7 separate regions of the Mus musculus genome follow, and all the other regions are linked to region 6. A link is a contact called in public Hi-C, HiCAR-type, HiChIP or PLAC-seq and promoter capture Hi-C data. All regions are on one chromosome and are shown on one strand. Each heading gives the region's core, a stretch centred on a gene start, on an enhancer-like site or on the middle of the called end of the contact. The rest is flanking DNA. Distances are from core to core; before and after follow the strand shown. Region 1 overlaps Siae (sialic acid acetylesterase). Region 2 overlaps Pknox2 (Pbx/knotted 1 homeobox 2). Region 3 overlaps Pknox2 (Pbx/knotted 1 homeobox 2). Region 4 overlaps Pknox2 (Pbx/knotted 1 homeobox 2). Region 5 overlaps Fez1 (fasciculation and elongation protein zeta 1 (zygin I)). Region 6 holds the start of Ccdc15 (coiled-coil domain containing 15). Region 7 overlaps Pknox2 (Pbx/knotted 1 homeobox 2).

Evidence for each region. Promoter capture Hi-C pulls out the DNA fragments that hold promoters and counts their contacts. A called contact is a pair of places that touch in the nucleus more often than the background predicts. HiCAR-type assays count read pairs that join an accessible place to other places. HiChIP or PLAC-seq counts read pairs in DNA pulled down with a chosen protein or histone mark.
Region 1: a contact with region 6 is called in a Hi-C map of cortical neurons, with 1.9 times the contacts expected there. The contact joins the enhancer-like site here to the promoter of Ccdc15 in region 6. A contact is called at or near these places in 16 of 39 promoter capture datasets (the 3T3-L1 cell line, 3T3-L1-derived adipocytes, the C10 cell line and 10 more), 2 of 484 Hi-C or Micro-C datasets (both in cortical neurons), 6 of 115 datasets of contacts at active chromatin or transcription factors (embryonic stem cells, extraembryonic endoderm stem cells, large pre-B cells and 3 more) and 5 of 9 other capture datasets (adipose tissue, embryonic stem cells, liver and 2 more).
Region 2: a HiCAR-type map of fibro-adipogenic progenitors shows a contact between it and region 6, with 4 times the contacts expected there. The contact joins the enhancer-like site here to the promoter of Ccdc15 in region 6. A contact is called at or near these places in 16 of 39 promoter capture datasets (the 3T3-L1 cell line, 3T3-L1-derived adipocytes, the C10 cell line and 10 more), 1 of 484 Hi-C or Micro-C datasets (cerebral cortex), 17 of 115 datasets of contacts at active chromatin or transcription factors (astrocytes, double positive thymocytes, embryonic basal ganglia and 8 more) and 3 of 9 other capture datasets (adipose tissue, embryonic stem cells and liver).
Region 3: a promoter capture Hi-C map of cranial neural crest shows a contact between it and region 6. The contact joins the enhancer-like site here to the promoter of Ccdc15 in region 6. A contact is called at or near these places in 7 of 39 promoter capture datasets (cranial neural crest, embryonic stem cells, frontonasal cranial neural crest and 4 more), 7 of 115 datasets of contacts at active chromatin or transcription factors (astrocytes, cardiomyocytes, embryonic basal ganglia and 4 more) and 1 of 9 other capture datasets (embryonic stem cells).
Region 4: a contact with region 6 is called in a promoter capture Hi-C map of pre-B cells. The contact joins the enhancer-like site here to the promoter of Ccdc15 in region 6. A contact is called at or near these places in 15 of 39 promoter capture datasets (the 3T3-L1 cell line, 3T3-L1-derived adipocytes, the C10 cell line and 9 more), 2 of 15 datasets of contacts at CTCF or cohesin (the NIH/3T3 cell line and large pre-B cells), 2 of 484 Hi-C or Micro-C datasets (cortical neurons and olfactory sensory neurons), 10 of 115 datasets of contacts at active chromatin or transcription factors (astrocytes, bone marrow-derived macrophages, double positive thymocytes and 7 more) and 2 of 9 other capture datasets (liver and macrophages).
Region 5: an H3K4me3 HiChIP or PLAC-seq map of stem cell-derived neural progenitor cells shows a contact between it and region 6, with 2.3 times the contacts expected there. The contact joins the enhancer-like site here to the promoter of Ccdc15 in region 6. A contact is called at or near these places in 10 of 39 promoter capture datasets (the 3T3-L1 cell line, 3T3-L1-derived adipocytes, the HPC-7 cell line and 7 more) and 2 of 115 datasets of contacts at active chromatin or transcription factors (the NIH/3T3 cell line and stem cell-derived neural progenitor cells).
Region 7: a contact with region 6 is called in a HiCAR-type map of fibro-adipogenic progenitors, with 4 times the contacts expected there. The contact joins the enhancer-like site here to the promoter of Ccdc15 in region 6. A contact is called at or near these places in 15 of 39 promoter capture datasets (the 3T3-L1 cell line, 3T3-L1-derived adipocytes, the C10 cell line and 9 more), 1 of 15 datasets of contacts at CTCF or cohesin (the NIH/3T3 cell line), 1 of 484 Hi-C or Micro-C datasets (forebrain), 9 of 115 datasets of contacts at active chromatin or transcription factors (embryonic basal ganglia, embryonic midbrain, embryonic stem cells and 3 more) and 3 of 9 other capture datasets (adipose tissue, embryonic stem cells and liver).

Annotation. Positions count from the first base shown.
Region 1 is chr9:37,635,977-37,638,706 of GRCm38.p6, reverse strand. All of the region lies in intron 7 of Siae (sialic acid acetylesterase), which reads right to left. Among named protein-coding and RNA genes, the nearest start is that of Tbrg1, 20 kb to the left of the region's middle. Within about 2 kb of position 1,371, at least 12 of the 459 cell types and tissues checked have an H3K27ac peak or open chromatin away from gene starts, as enhancers often do. A contact at or near this core is called in cortical neurons, hippocampal neurons and neural progenitor cells, where this site is marked.
Region 2 is chr9:36,897,344-36,900,074 of GRCm38.p6, reverse strand. The region is part of intron 10 of Pknox2 (Pbx/knotted 1 homeobox 2); the gene reads left to right. Among named protein-coding and RNA genes, the nearest start is that of Fez1, 66 kb to the right of the region's middle. Within about 2 kb of position 1,329, at least 18 of the 459 cell types and tissues checked have an H3K27ac peak or open chromatin away from gene starts, as enhancers often do. A contact at or near this core is called in fibro-adipogenic progenitors, where this site is marked.
Region 3 is chr9:36,937,546-36,940,386 of GRCm38.p6, reverse strand. All of the region lies in intron 5 of Pknox2 (Pbx/knotted 1 homeobox 2), which reads left to right. Among named protein-coding and RNA genes, the nearest start is that of Gm34652, 35 kb to the left of the region's middle. Within about 2 kb of position 1,571, at least 9 of the 459 cell types and tissues checked have an H3K27ac peak or open chromatin away from gene starts, as enhancers often do.
Region 4 is chr9:36,962,644-36,965,620 of GRCm38.p6, reverse strand. All of the region lies in intron 4 of Pknox2 (Pbx/knotted 1 homeobox 2), which reads left to right. Among named protein-coding and RNA genes, the nearest start is that of Gm34652, 10 kb to the left of the region's middle. Within about 2 kb of position 1,265, at least 19 of the 459 cell types and tissues checked have an H3K27ac peak or open chromatin away from gene starts, as enhancers often do.
Region 5 is chr9:36,864,079-36,866,895 of GRCm38.p6, reverse strand. All of the region lies in intron 5 of Fez1 (fasciculation and elongation protein zeta 1 (zygin I)), which reads right to left. Among named protein-coding and RNA genes, the nearest start is that of Fez1, 33 kb to the right of the region's middle. Within about 2 kb of position 1,290, at least 41 of the 459 cell types and tissues checked have an H3K27ac peak or open chromatin away from gene starts, as enhancers often do. A contact at or near this core is called in stem cell-derived neural progenitor cells, where this site is marked.
Region 6 is chr9:37,347,017-37,349,716 of GRCm38.p6, reverse strand. Ccdc15 (coiled-coil domain containing 15) reads left to right here and starts at 1,360. Exons shown (of 16, transcript NM_001081429.2): 1 at 1,360-1,683; 2 at 1,794-1,979. The coding sequence starts at 1,800.
Region 7 is chr9:36,914,971-36,918,045 of GRCm38.p6, reverse strand. The region is part of intron 7 of Pknox2 (Pbx/knotted 1 homeobox 2); the gene reads left to right. Among named protein-coding and RNA genes, the nearest start is that of Gm34652, 58 kb to the left of the region's middle. Within about 2 kb of position 1,490, at least 70 of the 459 cell types and tissues checked have an H3K27ac peak or open chromatin away from gene starts, as enhancers often do. A contact at or near this core is called in fibro-adipogenic progenitors, where this site is marked.

The DNA of each region.
Region 1 (2,730 bases), core at 122-2,621, 290 kb before region 6:
TCAGGAGGTGATGGGAGCAAAGCATACTTGGCCTTGTTAGCATCAGCTGCCACTCAAATGGGAGAGGGGGGACCCTGGAACCTTGACTGATACTCTGAGAATGTCCTAAAGAGTCAAGGTAGAAGCAAGGAGGGTTTGGAAGGCTCTGATAAGAGACACTAAGTCAATGGGAGTCTTGGCTAGTGAAGGAGCAGTGAGGGTAAGTGCTAGACTCTAGACAGTGAGCAGTAAGACTAACTACTTCATGCTGAAAGTTGATATGCCCCTTAGCCTGCAAAGAACAGAGGCTCCTGGAAGATTCTTGACCTAGTCAAAGTACTGAGAACAAATGGCTATTGAATGCCAAGCATAAATTCAATGACTGTATGAATCCCTCCAAAGGTCAGGGAGCATTGAGGAAGAAGCAGAGAAGAATGTAAAAGTCAAAGGAAGGGTATACCTTTAGAGGAATGGACCACTAACTTCTGATTCTAACACAGACAAAAAAAAAAAAAAGGCAAAAATTTTACAAGATCACATTCCAGAGGAGAGATATAGCCAATGAACAAAATAAACAAGAGAGAGCAAGCCATGTGGATACTGAAGCAGGTTAGGAAGAATTCTAAGATGATACACTCTATGTGTGTATCTAAGGATACATATACCCTTACATTATATGTGAGTTATACTGGAACTCACAACTCATTATGTCTGTGATTACCTGCATAAAAGCTGTAAAAGACTGGGCTTGTCAACAATATCATGAAAGTGGGAGGGGCTCATGGACTCCTACCCCCACCCCTGCTCCTCCACTGAGGATTTATATGTAGTTAACAGTTGATAAGGAGAGACATTTCCTCCAGTGATGTAGCTACTGGTAAGGTACCCAAGCTCCGATAAGCAAACCTGCACCCATGATACCGCATTGGGACATGGACAGACACACAAGTATACACTCACACACATACACACTCATACACACACATGACATGAAGAGGAGCTACCTGGAAAGAGAAGCAGGATTAGCAAGAGGGAGAGGGGACAAGAGAGAGTAATGGGGTGAATGTGACCAAATTGCTTATGTACATGAAGAAAATATCCTGATGAAACCTATCATTATATATAACTAGTATACCATAATAAAAGATCAAATGAAAAAAGAAGAAAAAAAAAACCTTACAACTACTGTGACACAGTATTTCCTGCTATTTCTTACTTTCTTAGTTTTTTGGTTCCTACGAGCACACTGTTCTTTGATTTAGACAGCACCTTCTTCCCAGTCCTAGTTCCAGCCAATGGAAGACATCCACCTACTTTCTGTCTCTCTTACAAACACGATCTAACAGTAAATCAGACCACAGTCTGGCCAGCATCCAAATTGTCGTTTGACACTCTTTCAAAACGTCTGACCCCATCAGGGAAGCTACACAGACTGTTCTATCCAGTCTTACTCATCCTGCTGCCCAGAAGAAAAAAAAAGCCTCATATCATCACATGGCCAGAAGAAACTTTAAAGATGTTTTCTGCTTCGTGAGTGACGAGTGTGACATTAGGAAAACAGAAAGCTGAAACAGTGACAAGCCACAGCCTTGACTATGGCACAGAATTAAAGGAACATTCCAGTTCTCTTGTTAAGATTCAGCATGCAAATCTGTCTTAACATAGGAAATGACAAACTGTGCTTCACACCAGAATCTCATAAAAACTAAAAGAATAAGGCTGAGGAGACAGCTCAGCCAATACAGGGCTTGCATGGAAAGTCTGATCACCAGAAATCACATCCCAGCACTGTGGAAACAGAGACCACATTCCAGGCTAATGAGTGACTTGATCTCAAAAAATGATGGATAGCACATGACCAACCATACCCAAAGTTGTCCTATGGTCTTCTACATATAAGTGCATGCACCTGCACCAACACACACACACACACACACAGAGAGAGAGAGAGAGAGAGAGAGAGAGAGAGAGAGAGATCTAATGAGTAATCCATCTTCTTTCAATGCAAGGACTGCAAGTGGAACCCGAGTCACCAGCAAGTGACATAATAGGAACGAACCAACAAAGTCACTAGAAACAGCCTAAAGTTCAACACAAAGACCCACTACAATCGACCCTCAAAGTCAAAAAGTCCTTTCCTCAAAATGGCAGTTGACTGAGAATTCCCTTAATTGTCCAGACGGCACTGCTGCACCCTGGCCACGTGGGGGCACCAGCATACTCCACACCCAAATGAAATGCTTGTGTTTTTTTCCTAATCTGAAGTACTGCGAAGAAGCTTGGTTCAACCTCCCATGGTGCTTCTTACAAATACGAAGACTAATGAAGATATGTAACTGCCAAACAAAAAAAACCCACAAAACTGGTCACATTCAAAAGATGTTACAAATACTAGTGAAGTTTTCAATCTGTTCCTCCAAGATCCCTTTTAAACCCGGCCTCCAGATCTTCCTTCCCTCATGCTTCCAGCCACCTGTCTATCAGTAACTCTTGAGTGCCCCACCAGCCATGGTCTCTTCCATGGGCTCCAGTCCTGAATTTCTAACTGTGATCTCACCGCTGCATTACTTCAAACACCATCTGTCATCTTTCCTAACAAGACAGCTCTCCCTGCAAATGTCCTGACTTCTTACAACAATAATAAATGCTAGCACCCAGCATGTTTTCACATAGATTAAGTCATGCAATACTTAAAATAAGAAAGATGTTTGTTCACAATTACACAGCTCAAAGAGTAGGAATCCCAGATGT
Region 2 (2,731 bases), core at 80-2,579, 450 kb after region 6:
GTGCTGCTTAGCTCTCTGTAATTCTCTGTGTTTTTAAAGGGTAGGAGTAAAAACAAGAAAGAATGAGCATTCTAAACATGGCAAGAGTTCCCATTGCTAACTGCACTTGCCTCGGTCAAGCAATGCATGACTTGTCTGCTTGCATGATTGCTTGCTTGCTCTATCATCTCTGAAATCAGGGTGCATCTGGCATCCGTGTCATGTTAGATGTGACACCATATGGTCATTTCAAAGCTCTGCCCCTACTGGGTACCTCCCTTTGGGTTCCAGGCCCTCCTGAGCAGTGGCATTCCCATAGATTGAAGGCTCCAAAACAAGCCCATGGTTGCCAAGAGGGGGAAAGCAAGAAAGGTTTGGTAGGCTCTAGCGCAGGTCTGGGAAAGGGAAGCCCACTCCCTACTGAGTCTGCTGTCAGTATGGGCACTGATACCCACAGGTTGATGTTCCCCACATCACAGCTCCCTTTGTGACCCAATCAACCACATGGTGAGATCCACATGGTTTAGGGAGGTGGGAGGGTCATCACAGGGTAACCTTGAATGAAAGAAGTTGCCAGAGATACAAAAAACCAGTGCTGGATTAGTTTCTTCTGACCAGAGCTCACTCTTCAAACTAGAAGCTACTTCAGTGTCCTTTGAATCCAAGGAAACAAGAGTTGTGGAGGTATAAAGGGCAGAATCAGGAATGCTGCAGAGGAGTTTTGTTTTTGTTTTTGTTTTTTTTTTAGGTTAGTTTGCGAGGGAGCCAAAAAGCACCTACTTAATGCCTATTCTTCAAGTTCCTTGTCTTGAGTGTTCAACTGAAGGAGTCTGAGAGGCTGCTATGCATCAGTAGGGATATAACACTCTTGTTCTGTCAGCCTGTACATCACTCTGAAGTTACTTCCATTTTAACCAGAGAAAGCTAAGGACAAAAGACACAGAATGAGTAGCCGAGGCCCAACGGTGACCAGAGAGTGAGACAAGACTCCACCTGCTCCTCAACCGCTCTTCACCATCAAGCAGCCTTGCCCAGTTGTAGAAGTCTTCAGGCAGGCACTGAGAAGGATCTTGACTTTGCTAGTCAGGGCTATACCTTTTTCAAGGAAGACTCATTCACTTGGAGGGAGCTGCAGCTTGGGCCCTTCCTTTTGGCCTTCAGCAGAGTTCCTCCAGCTGGTGATCACAGCACAGCTTCCAGGGGACAATGCTCATCTCCTAAGATCTCATTTCACTCCCTCTCTTGTCCTTGGACTCAAGCCTTTCCAGTTGTGCTAAAAGTAGCCCTGACTCAATTGTGGTCTGTCCAGAAGCCAGGACTATTTTGATTCTGTCCTCAAGAGTCATGTGGTCTAAGGCGTGTACAAGCTGGACTGCTCCCCGGGACTTGACTGTGGTGCCAGGAATGTTCTGGCCCACACACCTGTTCCCAAAGCTGGGCTAACTGTTTCTACTCATCCACAGGCTCCACCCTGTGCCTCCTGAGGTGGTACGCTGGGACAGAGAGGTGGTGGGACCTGTTAGTAGGGGTGCTCATAAGAGATCTAAAAATCCCATCTATAGCATAACAATCTATGAATATTGAGCCATACTCATTCAAGAAGGTGGAAATATGTCAATCTGTGTTTAAGATACTCAATCCTTCAGTGCCAGAAGCAGAGACTCCTTAGAGACAAGAAGCATCATTCTTCCATAGTAGGCTAGGAGACTTCCCTCTCTGGGGTCCTTACAGGGGAAGAGATGCTCATCTGACTAAGTCATGGTATAAGGCTCCTGCCTTAAAGGCTTCTATCTCCTCTACTGGAGTAGTTTGGGTATTCTTCAAAGCCCAGTTGAGGCCCCAGTTCCCTAGGCATCCTCCCCAACAAAACAAACCCACTCTTCTCCTATGACCCAAAGAGCCTTAGTACACACTACCTACAGTGGAGGTGCTCGCACCTCCACCTTTCAGCTGTGAACTCCTAACTTTCAGATGTCTCTGACTTCTAGCACTCAGGAAGCAGCAGACATCCAGCCTGTGTAAACTGTTGACCCAACTCTGCTCAAGAACCAACCTCATCCATATGTCCTTCTTGTTGTGTCTGTTGACTTGTATACTCATACACCATAATTGGACCATTCCTGTGACTGGTCTGGGCACTATTGAGATAACTTCTTATGAGCCAGAGTTCCTGCCTAAGGGTAGTCCATAGTTTCCTTCTGGCTATGGATGTCCCTGTATTATGAGCACAATGCACTTATTCAGAGGCCTTGATGACCACCTTGGCCTAAGGAAGCTGAAAAGGCCTCCCTGAGGATTTGCTCTGTGACAGTTTCAGTGGCACTCAGAAATGTCTTCAGTGGGAAGATGAGGGAAGAGATATCAGTAGTAGATCAGTAATGGAGGACATGTGTGGTCAACTTGCATACCTGTAAGTTCTATGTCATGCAGTCTGAACTAAGTATGGATTGAAAACACTTGAAAAAAATTGCACTAAGCATATACAGATTCTTTTTCTTAACATTGTTTCCCTAAGTAATATGGTATAATGATTATTTCCACATGGTTATCTGAAATATTGTCAGTAATCCAGAGATGATATTTGGCACCAAGGAGAATATGGCCATCATATACGCTTTTCCTCTGAGTTTTCATAGTGCTCAGTTCCCAGGTCTGTGTAGGATGTGTAGGCTGTATGGAAATAGGGTGCTATGTTATGGAATGAGAATGGGTCATCCATAGATATTGCTGTCTATGAGGGGTTGTGAACCAA
Region 3 (2,841 bases), core at 322-2,821, 410 kb after region 6:
GAGATCTGCAACTGCTCTGGGGACAGCCTTAAAAGCCCAAGGCTGTGGCTGCAGCCCTGGAACCTATCAGGATCACTGGCTCCTTGAACCTCTTTTAGAGGTTCAATGCAGTCCTTAGCTGTCCCCATGCCAATAGGAGACTACTTCACTGAGTGATCTGCAGGGTAATGCATGGGATCCACACATAGCCCACTGGCCTGGCAGGGCTCCCAAGGATGGATTCCTGTGTCAGTGGGATGAGGCAGTCACAGGAACCTGTGGAGGGGGGGAATAAGAGAAGGGAGGTGTTGACAGTGTTGCTCAGCTGCCCAGTGCTCAGCCCATGAGGGAAGCAGGAGCCTGGCACAGTCCCATGGAATCTACCCTGGACCATAGCCAACACAAAAAGCATAGAAAATATCCCAAACTGTAGGATGGATCAGTGAGTTAAGGCATTTACTGCCAAGCCTGGCAACCCGAGTTCAATCCCCAGGGTTTCACAAGGTAGATGGAGGGAGTTAGTTCTTGCAAGTTGTCCCCTGACCTCCAATATGTGCAGTGTGGCAAGTGCACACCTCCAGTGAACAAACAAATAAATATAGTACACACGCCCAATGATAGATAAGTAAATAAATGTATAAACAACGCACACCCCCATAAATAAATAATAATGCACACTGCAATAGATAAATAAATAAATGTAGTGAAAGATGGAAAGAAAATACTCTCAAATGAAACAAAAAAGCCCCAGATTTCCCCCCTACATCCATTCTAAGGAGACCTGACACCTTCAAGTGGAAGGTTTGTAATACAGATCCATACAATGGCTCTGCAGAAGAGGGGATGTAGTTCCCCAATGTGTTTAACGCTGCCACCTTATGCCCCACCGCCACCCCTGCAAACCTTGCTCTGTGGCACTTTCCTGTGCCCACTAAGACGTCATAGCCTGACTTCTGCTACTGTTGGCCACATCTTTTCCACTCCTCTCCTGGTCCCCCTCACGCTATCACAGGTGGCTGTGTCAGCCGCCTCAGAGTGCCTTGCTTTCCCTGCTCCTGCTGGGAACACCTCTCCTCAGCTTTTTGCATAGCTGCCCCCTCATCATTCCAAGCTTATGTCACCTCTTCAGAGAGGCCCTCCTTGACCATTCTAAGAAAAGCTGCTTGCTCCTCCCTGCAGGGGCAAGAGTAGGATCAGAGGAAATCTCTTCCCCTCTCTATGCTTGTAGCTGGAGCGTTGAATCCCAACAGGCCCCACCTACCTGCCCCATATGTCACTCATGCTGGGCACACAGAAAACACAACTCTGCACATACACTACATACAGGTAAAGCATACACTAGGCGTGTGGCATACAAAACCCAGTCCCCAGTTGCATGTACACAGCCCCATGTGCATATGTACTGTATGAACACAGCATCCCATGCACACACAGTGAAACAAACATGCTGGCATAGGACAAACACTTGCTCTGTGGAGAGCCTGCACTCAACTCCAGTCTACACCCCTCCCCCACATCCCCCACCTCTCTATTTGGTTAGCATCTGTCACCCCCCCACCCCAATCCCTCTAGCCAGGGAAGAAGGAATGTGCAGTGACCGAGAGGCTGCTGTGGGCTGGGGCATAGGCTGCACCCCCACCACCTGGCACGATGCTTCGGATTATTAGTTCCTGGTAATTTAGTGCCCTTGTACAGAGTCGATTTGTGCCTTTCATTCCTAATTGATCTAGTGGCTGTTTAAATGGCAGCAGGCATCTGTTGAGAGTAGGAAGGTTCATAAGGCGCAATAATTCATAACGCCGTCTGGAATTTGCCTTTCATGGCCCTCAGCTAAACCACTGCAGGGCTCTGCTTAAATTACAGCCACTGAGGCTTTCTTTGGTATTCCACTCAGGGCCAGGAGAATCTTGCATTAAACTGGGATCAGGTTAGATTAGACCATAATATGCTGCAGTATTGGAGGCTGCAAATGAAGTCTTATACTGGAGTTTAACCCCTTCACCTGATGTTCTTTTTGTCTTCCGCTGGGTAGATAAATGTGCTCATTGTTTTTCCCTGTCAGCTCCTTCCTGGGTACAACAGAGCTTTCTTGCAATTCTGGGATGCACAAGAACACACCTTAAATATTGGCCCTCTCTCTTGCATACTCTAAGCCCAGTACATAGCCCTGGGGCCTTGGAGTTTGTGCATCAGTTCTCTAAACAAGGACCAGCCCATCTCGCACTTGAGTGGAAAGACCTAGGCAGGAAGGATGAGGCTAAGCCTTCCCTGTCTGCTTCTGCCCAGGATTTTTAGGATTCAGGATAGGACAGACGCCAGGGCTTCCCCCAGCCTACTGATGGGTGCTGAACATACTGTGCTGACTAGATGCTTAGCTCCGATCTCGGTGCATCCATTTGGGGAGGAAGCAATGTGTATTCTTTTCATGTTCTTCAACATGGTGGTCATTTGCCACATGTGACAATTTAAATTTGAATTAATTAAAATTCAATAAAATTAAAGATTCAACATCTTAGTTGCACTGGCCGTATTTCAAGTGTTCATTGGCCTCAAGTGGCTATTGGTTCCTGTGTTGGATGGTGCAAACGCGGAACATTTGCACCACTACAGAAAGTTCCATTGGTCGATGCTAGTGAGAGCATTCCTGTGGCAGAATACCAACAGCTAGGTCCAGCACATGATCCTCTTCCTCTCCCATGAAATGATGCTGCATAGAAAATAAACAAGCAGATGCTGTGGTCTCAGGAGTTAGAGGGGACAGGCCAGAGGATGCAGATGCTTTCTTGGAAGAACAGGAGAGAACTGGAGTTCTCTGCACTCTAGAGTCAATAACCTAGGCACACACAGGAGTGTGTGCTTCAA
Region 4 (2,977 bases), core at 16-2,515, 380 kb after region 6:
CCCACCTCCTTCTACCCCAGAACCCCTACTAACTCTAACTCCAAGTCATAGCATTCATATATATATATATATATATATATATATAACACATATAATATTGTATATTATATATTATGTATTATATATATATATATATATATAAATTTTCTAGACTTCTCATGGGATCAACCACCCTGTGAGTCCTTCTAGTCCTATATCCTTACCTGTATTCTCTCTCCCACCTCAGACACATTTGAAGCCCTCCTGTTCCTTGTCAGGCAGCATATGCATAGGCAGCATCTCCCACAATGCCAAGGTCTCCCAGCTCTACCAGCAATTCCAGGAAATGGGGATTTAGTAGTGAAGGCAACAGCTTCTCTACCCTTTCCAAGCCCTTACCAAGGAAAGAGGAAGCAGCAAGTTCCATCCTACTCTTCCTCAAACATAAACACACATCTACTGTTCCATAGATGGTCTTGGTTTATAAGCAAGACACATATTTAAATCATCTGGTCTATTGGGTTAGATAGTCAATGTTTAAAATTCTCTGTCTGCACATTTACAGCAGGCCCTGCTTGCTACATGAACATTCAACCAGAAAGCAGAGATCTTAATGGGTCCTTTCTCAGCCCTGGTGGATGTGGCACTGTGTGCGTAGGGTAGACGGGAATCGATGGATAGCCAGGTAGCCGGGAGCTCCCGCTGCTGAATGACAGAACAATACTTACCCTGAGAGGGACTTTGGCAGTTTACTAGGGACTGGCTTCCTGGTTCATCAGAGAGAGCATGATGGACAAAATGAGAACTCAGCTTTCAGGCTCATCTGTGGAAGCTCCCTTCAGAAGGAAGGAAGGCAAACATTTGCTTGAGGCCTTTAATGGAACCAGAGTTTTAATGGAAACAGAGGTCCACTGCTTTATCCCCCTGTGACTCTTGGAGTAAAGAGAACGATGTCAGGGACCAAGGAAACTGCATTCATAGTTCCAGGGTCAAAATGAGGCCTTCCCCCCTTCTGCAACTGGGAAGGTAAGACAGCCAGAGATGGGGCTACAAAGCATTCTCGACCCACTTGCCCCTGCTTCCCCTCCCTGTCCTAGCCCAGATGCTCCAAGCAGAACCGGGGGTGCATCGGGCCTGGGGAAGCTGGCTGGGCTTTGATCAGTCATTAGGATCCCCATGCTGGTTTCATTAACAAGGCAGAAGGGGGTGGATGGGGCCCCTGGCTGTGAATGGCCTCCATCCAGGCCAGGCAGCTGTGCCGGGCAAGCAGGTTCAGATGTTGTCACAGTCCTTTACATTCCTCTCATCTCTTTAAGGCCCGGAGCCCCCTGCCTTGCAAGGTCCTCTGCTCAGCTGCCTGTGAAACACATTCACTTTGCAGCATAAAGTTAATTCATCTGCTTTGAAAGTTCCCCTAAGCCTTTTCTGTAGCTATGATTGACAGTTCCCTCTGCCCCCGGGGGCAACACCCCAGGGACCATATGGGAGACCCACCTTCCCTCGATTTGATTCATCAAAACATATTCTTCTCTTCCTTTTATTTTGTTGTGGGCCTTTCTTCCCTTTATATTCAGTGACCTTTCTCCCTGCCTGCTTGGGCCACCCATTTCTTTAGACCTGGATTCTTCATTGCATAGAGGGAAAAAGCAAACTCCGGGTCTAGCTGAGCCCTCTCTGTCCCTGCATATGAGATGGTGGACTGTCCCCAGGACTGGAAAAAAAAGCTTGTGACAAAACATGCTCAGGGTCTGATTTAGGTTTTGCCTTTATTAGCCTCCTTCTTACCTCAGTTACCAGAAGCAAGAGGTCTTACTGTCTATCTTCTTGTCTCCAAATAGGACAAGTGCCCTAAACAGCTACAAAAATAGTTAATGGCCCAAGGATACAAAGCCTAAAATAAATCAGGGGACAGGTGACCACGTGAGCAGCAGGGTTGAGAAGCACTTTACAGGCTGTGTCCTCTCTCGTGCCACCTTTGAAGAGACTCACTGTCCCTATGGCTTAGCATGAGGGGCTAGGTTAGTAAGACACCAGGACTCCTGTTGTTCTTGGAGTTGGTAGAGCAGGATCACGCCCCACAGCAGACATTCAGGCATCTTGGGTCTGACCCTGCTGCTATCTAACACACAAATTCAGGCGAATGATTTCAGCAATGATCTCTTCCAGTCTCTTCATCTTTGTAACAAACGTTGAGTGCTTCCTGCGGGTCCTGCCAAGTGTGTGCCGTGTACTGGGGGTGCAGAATTAGAGTTCCTGTCCTTATGGAGCCTTTGTTTCTGCAGAGGCAAAGTGGAACTTCTGCCCTTTTTGCCTCTGAAGCTTATGAACACTTTAGTATGAACCCAGGCGCGGTTTCTCGGCATCTGCTCAGCTATGCTCTGGCTTGATTCCTCACTGCATCTTCTGCACATCTCCATGGCCCAGGTGGGATTGAACTTTAATTACTTTTTTATTAGGAACACAATAGGCATATCAGATATGTTTTTCCAGCTAAGAACACACACACACGCACACACACACTAGACCCATGCACACAATCAGACTCTGTTAGGCTCCCTAAAGAGTCTGTTGGAAATCACTGGCTGGCTTGGGACCATAACAGGAGTAAAGACTCCTTTGGAAATGAATGGGAAGTGAGGAGTGGTCACGTCCCCCAAAACGGAGAAGTCTGAGATAAGGTTCCTCTCCCTTGCCTGGTCTCTGTTACAGCTTCCTGTCAGCGATAACCAGGTATGCAGTTAAGGGGAGGCAGCATCTGGTAACACTCTTTGTAAACCACTGCCTATGAAATGTGAATTAACTAATTAATTAATCAAGACCCCCCACACCCCATTGCACAGGACCCTAACTCTTGTGTGCGCTTGTCTGGCTAGCTGGCCCAGGGATCCTGGAGGCGGGGACTCAGGCCTTCTGTTTCAGGAACCCCCCACTGCCAGGGTTCTGATTCTATTGCTGCTCCCCCTCCCTAGGCAGATACATTAAGGAGCACCCTCTGTAG
Region 5 (2,817 bases), core at 41-2,540, 480 kb after region 6:
TTTTAATACCACGTATGTGTGTTTTACCTACATGTATGCCTGTGTACCTTGTACTTGTGTGGAAATGGTACCCCACAGAGGCCAGAAGAGGGCATCAGATCTCCTGGAAATGGACTTACAAATGGTAAGTATAAGTAGCCATGTAGGTGCTGAGAATTGAAATTGGGTCCTTTGCAAGATCAACCAATGCGTTTAAATGCTGAGCCATCTTTCCCACCCTTGCTATTTTGTTTTCTGAGACAAGGTCTCAATATGTGGCCAAGGATAACCTCTAGCTCTCTCTCCTGCCTACATCTCCTAAATGCTGGTAGGTATGTGCTACCACATCCAGTGAACAGAAAGGATTGTAAATCTTCCTGACACATGTCTGAGTATGCAGTCAGTGGCAGAACATTTACTTAGCATGGAGGAAGCCCTGGGTGTAACCCCTAGCAATACAGAGTGAAGGAGAGACAGAGAGAGACAGAGAGACAGAGGAGGGGGAGGGGGAGAGGGAGGGGGGAGAGAGAGGGAGAAAGAGAGGGAGAGAGAGAGGGAGAGAGAGACAGAGAGACAGAGAGGGGGAGGGGGAGGGGAGGGGAAAGGAGAGAGGGAGAGGGAGAGAAACCCCACTAGAAAGAAATGACTTGGCCTGGAGAGATGGCTCAGTGGGTAAGAGCACTGACTGCTCTTCCAAAGGTCCTGAGTTCAAATCCCAGCAACCACATGGTGGCTCACAACCACCCGTAATGAGATCTAACGCCCTCTTCTGGTGTGTCTGAAGTCAGCTACAATGTACTTATGTATAATAATAAATAAATAGAAAGAAAGAAAGAAAGAAAGGAAGGAAGGAAGGAAGGAAGGAAGGAAGGAAGAAAGAAAGAAAGAAAGAAAGAAAGAAAGAAAGAAAGAAAGAAAGAAAGAAAGAAAGAAAGAAATTACTTTGAATTAGATGACAGAGAAGCCAGTCACCTGGATATTTTCATTACACTGTATACAATATTAAATGTATTAAAATGTTTCAAATGACACTGCAGCCCATAAACACATAAATTTGCCACATACCAATTAAGCATATTAATACATAGAATAGATTTAAGGAGCACCTTTTATTTCTCACTCTTCCTTCTCTTTTCTGCCTAGCCTGGGTATCTGATGACTCAGTTGGCACTTCCTGCTTTGTTTTGCTCTTTGAAGCTGTCCTCCTCCTTCTGTTTTTTGCCATTTCGCTTTGCTTTGCTGAGTGTTTCTATGTTTGGGCCCTTTGTGTGCCTGAGAATGGCCTGACTGGGCGGGTGATGAATTCAGCCAGGCAGCCAAACCCACTCTATCATCCCATTGGCTTCCTGCAGTGGCACAGCCTTGCCTGCCTCATCTCCTTAGGGCCAGGCAGCTTTGCTTTCAGGATGTGGTGCTCCACTGTCTCAGTTTTTGCCACTTCCATGTAAAAGTTGGACTGAGTTACCCTGACAAACACACCTTCTTTTGCAGCCCCACTACCCACTCTACTTCATAGTAACATCTCTGCAAAAGCAGGCTTCCTCTTGCAGTTCAGCATGCACAGGCATCCCTAAGACACCTGCTGATTTTTTATTGCATTTTCATTTCACGCTTCATCCAGCCCAGCCTTTGTATAGTCATTACTATAAATCTGTGCTAGAGAGGTAATGTGAGACAGGCATTAAAAGACTGGACTCTGGAGTTAATTTCCCTGGTTTCAAGTGCTATCTGCACTGCCCCTGATAATGTATAGGAAAAGTGTAAATTGAAAATGAGATCTTCACTCTCCACACTGAAAGTAAAAGGAAGATGGCTGAGGGTATAGCTCAGTGTTAGAGTGTATGCTAGTATGTTAGGGTATAGCTAGTGTGATAGAGTGCACGATAGCCTAAGGATCTGTGTTTAATTCCCAGCCCTAAACATCACACACACACACACACACACACAGAGAGAGAGAGAGAGAGAGAGAGAGAGAGACAGACAGACAGACACAGAGAGAGAGAGAGAGAGAGAGAGAGAGAGACAGACAGACAGACAGACAGACAGACAGACAGAGACAGAGACAGAGACAGAGAGTTTTCTTCTCCATATTACCTTTCTCTTAGAGTTTCTCTGTCTGTCCTTTTCAAATACATATAAAAATTTTAATAGCTAAATAAGCACCCTCCCATCCCCACAGTTCAGGAAGGGTTTCTTCAGGGATCTGAGAGCCACTGCTTCAAAATATAACCATAAAGGAAGATAAGACCTAACCCCTCACTGTTCTGGAAGCATAGACTCCTGACTCCAAATTGCCAAGCCTACTTAAGGTAATGGGTTCTCTCCACTTACTTATAACAAGAGTACAATTCCTTTCAGTCTTTGCTGTCCTTTAGAGACTTGCCTGGGATGTGCAGCCTGTTCTCATTTAATGCTTACTCATATTTTTTTGTGGAAAGGATTTTCTGAATGGCAAGGAGATATTGTTTATAATTCTATTTCTCCAATTGTGGACTTGGATAAGTCACTTAACCTCCAGAAGATAGCTCAGTCTGCAGGGAGGGGCATGGTGTGAAGTTGGTTTGAGGATGGTACATAAAGAACACTAAGACTGCAGACTGCTAGCTCTCTCTCTCTCTCTCTCTCTCTCTCTCTCTCTCTCCCTCTCTCTCTCACACAGAGGATACTGGAGCTTATACCTAGGATACTAAGTTATCATGAATGCAAGGCAAATGCGCTGCCACAGAACTATAGCCCCTATCCTACCATATATGGGTGTGTGTGTGTGTGTGTGTGTGTCCATTGGTTTTATGATAGCACCATTGATTGCATTTGGGCAGTGGTTCAGTCCTTTAGTCT
Region 6 (2,700 bases), core at 111-2,610:
GGGTATGATGTTTTGTGACTGTTATTCCAGCCCTTGGGAAGCTGAGGCAGGAGGAACCTGAACTACCTAGGAGATCCCATTAAAAGCTGTGAAACAATCAACTATATACCTAAAACCCTCCCTTGAAGAGTATAAAGGCTTGTTCTATGATCATATATAGTTTCTGTTTAAAAGTAGACTAGTTAAAAAAAGTTGGCAGGGTATATAGTTCTTGACCAGCATGTATGAAGCCCTGGGCTTAACTTCCAGTACTGAGTAAAATGAAATACAAACAAAACTCAAAGATCAACTTCAATTGCCCTAGTGATGTCTTCTCTGGAAATGTCCTATCAATGTCAGTGTAAATTCTCCAATGGATTTTAAATTCTCCAAACAAGGGATCTTTGTTCACTGGGAGTATCTGGAGTAACCAGAAAACATACTGATATATAAAATGCTTGCAATAAGGTATGTTGAAGTAAAGCAGGGTGACACGTGCCTGTAACGGCAGCCATTGGGAAGGCTAAGGCAGGAGGATTGCAAGTTCGAGGCCTGGGCTACACAGTGAGTTCAAGTCCAGCATGGGCAACTTAGTGAGACCCTAACTTAAAAGCAAAATTATTAAGGCAGCTAGGGTTTCCACTGCTGCACTTGCCTAGAATGCCAGAGGCCCTTGGTTCAACCCCCAGCACGAATATACACCTTGAGTAAAATGAGTGTATGTCTTTTGGGTTTAATGAAATATCCCAAGCATTGTTTGGAGTGAGTTGTGATGGTCACACACAAGAACATGTCAAAGGTAATCACGAAATAGCGTTGTAAACCTTAGGGGCTGCATAAAAGCGCAGTCTGGTTGATTGTTGGCTTGGTTTGCTTCTCAAGGATCCACTGGCAACATGTTCTTGCCCAGTGGTTCTCAACCTTCCTAATACTGCGACTCTTTAATACAGTTCCTTATGTTGTGGTGACCTACAACCATAAAATTTGGGTGCGACTTCATAACTGTAATTTTGCTCCTGCTATGAACTGTAATGTAAAATATCTCATTGCAGGATATCTGATATGCGACCCCCAGAGGTAGCGACCCTTAGGTTGAGAACTGCTCTGTCTATTCCCGAGATTTCCTCAGCGGTGAACGCTTACTCGCCTGTTCATCATGTCAGACCTCTCACTTCGAGATTTGAGAAGACTACAGCGCCAGTATCCAAAGAGAGGCCGAGTCTAAGCTCGCTGCCGGATTCAACAACCCGCTCTAGTCCTCCCCAACCAAAGGGCAGGAAGCGGAAGTGACGTAATCCCCGCGCTCGGATTCCCGCCTCCCCAGCCCAAGACGGGTGACAAATGCGGAAGAGGCAGGGCAGGCGTGGGCCCCGGGGTGGCAGTTTGCTGTTTGTCCTTTGCGTAGCAGCCCGCGGAGTTTGAGTCTGTGTGTGAGACGGACCGGATCGCGGCAGGCTCCAGGCTTCACAGGTCTCCTATCCAACTGTTGGAGCCTCACAGGACCCCGCTTTCCTGGCCGGGCTTCAGACGCCCCCCACCTCCTGTGCCCAGGCTTCTTAAGACCCCCGGCTCCTGCCCGGGCCTTAGACTCCCCTCCAGCCCCATGCCGTGGGCCGGCGCTTTTCCACCCGCGGTCATCTCAGACTCAAGCCCTGCCCTTAGCGCCCGCCTATGCTCACCTCTGGGCAGGCTTTCATCTCCCAAGTAAATCCTTGTTTTTTCGTCCTCTCATCTCCGTTCCTTCTAGAAAGTAATTTTTACGCCTTTCCCCCTTGTCTTAAGCCTTGTCCCTCTTTCTCTTTTCTTCTAACCAGAAGTCAATGCCAGGAGGTATGGCGCCCCTCAAGAAGCCTCGGAATCCCACAAAATTGCCCCTGGCTTTAAATCCCACGAAGAGCAAGGACGTTTTGGCAGTGCTGGCTGAGAGGAACCAGGCCATAATACCAGTTGGGGCTTGGGTGGAACCTGCCTCACCAAATTGGTCGGGAATTCCAGCACATGTGAGTGTCAGTTGACCCGGTTACTGTGATCGCTGCCAGCCCTTTTTATTAGCCTTCTCTAAATTTTTGGTACTTAAAGAAAGATGAACTGCTGGAGGATGCTGTTTCCATTCTGATACAGGTTATATTCTTGCGTCAAAATTATACAACAATGATGTGTTTTCCAAAACTTGCTTCATCTTTGGTTGACACAATCAAATATTAACTTAGTTCTTACTACATACCAGCAAGTAGGCTAGTTTACTTCACAAACATGGTTGTTTGCTGTGAATGGCATAGGTACTGTGTACAATTTCCCGACACTGTAACATAAGAAGAATGACAGTTGGTCACTCTTCAAATGTTAAGTAGTTGCTCAGAGTTTATAAGTTTTTAAATGCAGATCCAGGCAAAATGAAAATAAGAAAATAAAAGAAAGAGGTTAATCCTGATAGACTCTGAGGAAGTTGTAAATTCCACGGGGCCAAGGAACTTCTTGTTTATTTTTGTTTTTGGGGTAAACTAGGTCCTTAGGATGTAGTTGTTGAACGAATGAGGAACTATGGTCATTGTCTGTGAAGGAATAGAAATGCTGTACACTCAGGGTAGAAGCATTTCAGATGAAGAAATGCCCTTTCAAAAGTTTACACATGTAAATATTTGATTTAATTTAATTTAATTTTTGATTTAATTTAATTTAATTTAATTTAATGTAAATATTTGATTTATTTACACATGTAAA
Region 7 (3,075 bases), core at 241-2,740, 430 kb after region 6:
AGCTTTTATGGCTACAACATGAACTGGTGAGAAAGGAGCTCCCGCAGCATTGACTGAGCTCCCCGTATCACAAAAATAGCGTGCACTAAGTATTTATGTGTAAAATTTTAATTTATCCCTCACAAGACTTCAGATGGACATTATATTTCCTTATGACACCCAAGGAAAGAGAAAAGGATATAAGAAAAGAGACAGGCCCGACACCATACACTAAGTAGTGAATGTGTATATGGTTATTATAGAGCCTGTGTTCTTCTAACATAGTGGCATCCTGTTACAGATAGAGAGGAGAGCAAGGTTCCTGGTCCCAGGTTAGGCATGGGATGACTGCAATCCAGGGATGCAGAGACTTGAGGGGACATAGCAGTTACTGTGGAGCATGAGTTTGGATTTGGTAACTGATTGGAAGATGGGGAAGTAAGTAGGACATCCTAATGTACTGGGCTTAGCAGCCTGTAAAGGAGCCAGCTCTTAGCTCTGGGACTCCCCAGCAGTCTATGGAAGTCACTGACGGCCCATCTCTCCCTCAGAGGGGTAGACTTCTCCCTGACATGCAGCAAGCTTTGCTTTTCCAAAGTTATCAGGGAGGTGGAAGGCGGTATACTGCAGTCACTCTTGCCAAGGCCTTAGGACTTCTGCCCCATGCTTGATCATCTTGAGGACGTGACCTGTGACTTTTCAGATCGGGTGGGGACAAAGGAAGGTGGTCCACCTCAGGAGTATTACCACTTAGACGGGAAAGCAGCACCCCAGACCAAGGAGGCAAGAAGTGGATTTGTGCTACCCCATTGCGCCATAGCAGTAGAGCTGTGACTTCTGTTGGGCTTCATAGTGTGTAGTTCCTGCCCGGTGGGTGAAACCTGAGAGCTCCCGCTCCTTCCGGGAAGGAGTGTTCCTTAAGAGCAGCAGCTGCTGCTTGTCTCCACAGGCCTGGAGTGCCTTTCCCTTGAGGCCAAAGCCCCCAGCTGGGGTGGAACAGGACAGGATTAGATGGTTTGTTTATATGTGCTTGGCTTCCTTGCTTTTGCAAGCCTAGCTCTTCTTGGTCTAAGGCAGGACTCTGGCTGTGATAGAACAGAGGGACTCTGCCAGAAAGGCTGTCTGGGGACAGAGGCAACCTCCTCAACCACCTAGACGCGCGTACAGCCCAGTTAGACCACAGATCTATGAAGCATCTAGCACGCACTCCAAAATGTGCTAGGCACAGTGTCAAAGGAAGAGTCAGCCTTCTTTCCCTCACAAACCTATTCCCAAGCTAAGGCAACAGACATCTGCACAAGAGAGAACCTTTCTGTGTGCCCTGTAAAAGGTGATAGGAAATAAGGAAGAGTCAAGAGGACTGTCCGCGTCCATGCCTAGAAAGATGGGACAAGCTTCCAGTGGAAGTGGGACACTGAAATACGTCCCACCCTCCCCTCGGACCAGGCAAGTTAGTCTTGGTGGTAGCCATCTGGGAGGGGTTGGTGAGCTGGTCTGAGGCTATGGATCCGCAGAGACCCCTAGTGGCCAGGGCAAGGATAGCAGATGGCTGGGCCCTGTATCTGGATCCTGTTCCTTAATCCTTTCACTGGAATCCTAGAGACCATCGGTTTTTTGTTTTGTTTTGTTTTTTTCTTAATCCTAAAATGCAAGGGATTTTGCAAGGTCATCCAGTTTATCTCCCTGTTTCAGGGACAACCTAGTAAGATAAAAATTCCAAACATCTCAAAATACATTCAAGAGGAATGTTTCCATCATTTATTTTTGTCATGCTTTAGGTTTTTACCCCATTGTGTGTGTGTGTGTGTGTTTGTGTGTGTGCATGCATGCATATGTGCATAAATGTGTGTGGGTGTGAGCATGCATGTATGTGTGCATATGTGCATGTGTGTGAATGTGTGTGAGTATTTGTATGTGAGATCGTGTGTGTGTGCTTCCCAGAAATTTCTTCTTTAGGTGAAAAATAACTTCCTGAGCATCTCAGGCCCTTTCCCTATTAAGAGTAAAGACAGAAGTCTTAGGAGACGGACAACTCTTCCAGCTGATGTCAGAGCACAGATCCAATCTTGTGGTCACAGCCAGTTTTTGTGTGCCCCATTATCCCACAAACACACTCCCAAGATCCATCCCAGAGCCCCTCTTGTTTCTTAGTAAATCCCTTTCTCTGAAGAAGTCTTCCTTTTTGTTCCAGAAATGAGAGTTGAAGTAAAACTGATGACCGTTGATTGATGTGCATAAGATGAGGGCAGGGGTGAGGGTGTTGCAGGTGGCACTCTGGGGGCACATGTTCCTTGCTTTTGTAAAGTTGCTTCTCCCTCTGCTCAGCCTCTTCTGAGGGACTCATTGCCTGTCCACCTCAAATAAACTGGTGTGTGTGTGGGGGGGGGTCATACCACCTGTGGAGGCCAGGTTTCTTGTGGCTCTCCAGAGAGACAGCAGAGTTCTTGGACTGAGCTCAGCTTCAGCTGCTTTTGGTGCCTGGTGCCTAGACAGCTCGAGAGGGATGCGAGACTGGATGCTGGAAGTGTCACTTACACTGCAACCACTGTGCTTCTCCGCTCCCTGTGGGTGTCCCTCTGTGAGTGTACACAGCAGCCGCCTGGGTCTGGAGTCAGATAAGCCTCCAGGAAGCTGTTGAGAAGACAACAATACCATGTATTTAGCCAATAGATTCTTCCCCAGGGCTTTCGCTGCTGCCACAGTGGCTTCTTCAAAAAAAAAAAAAAAAAAAAAAATGACGAAGACTGTCCCTAGAGAGTCAGAGCTGCCCTGTCGCCACCGTTCCACAGAGCTACAGACTAATATGCAACCTGACATCACAGCAAGGTGGGGTCTTTGCCCTCTTCTGAGACGGGGGCTATACTTAGATTTCTGAGGCTTGGTACCAAGTTCCAGGGGTGCACCAGAGAATACCAAAGGAAGCATATGACGAGGTCTGTGCTGTCCTGTGTAGCCTTGACTCAACTTCTCCTACTGCTGAATAAAAAAACACTAGGGCTCTAGGGCTTTGAGGACAGATATAACCCTTGCTCTGCCACTCAAGTGACTACAGCCATATGAAGTAGGAAATAAATCATTAGACACCAAACAGTGCCA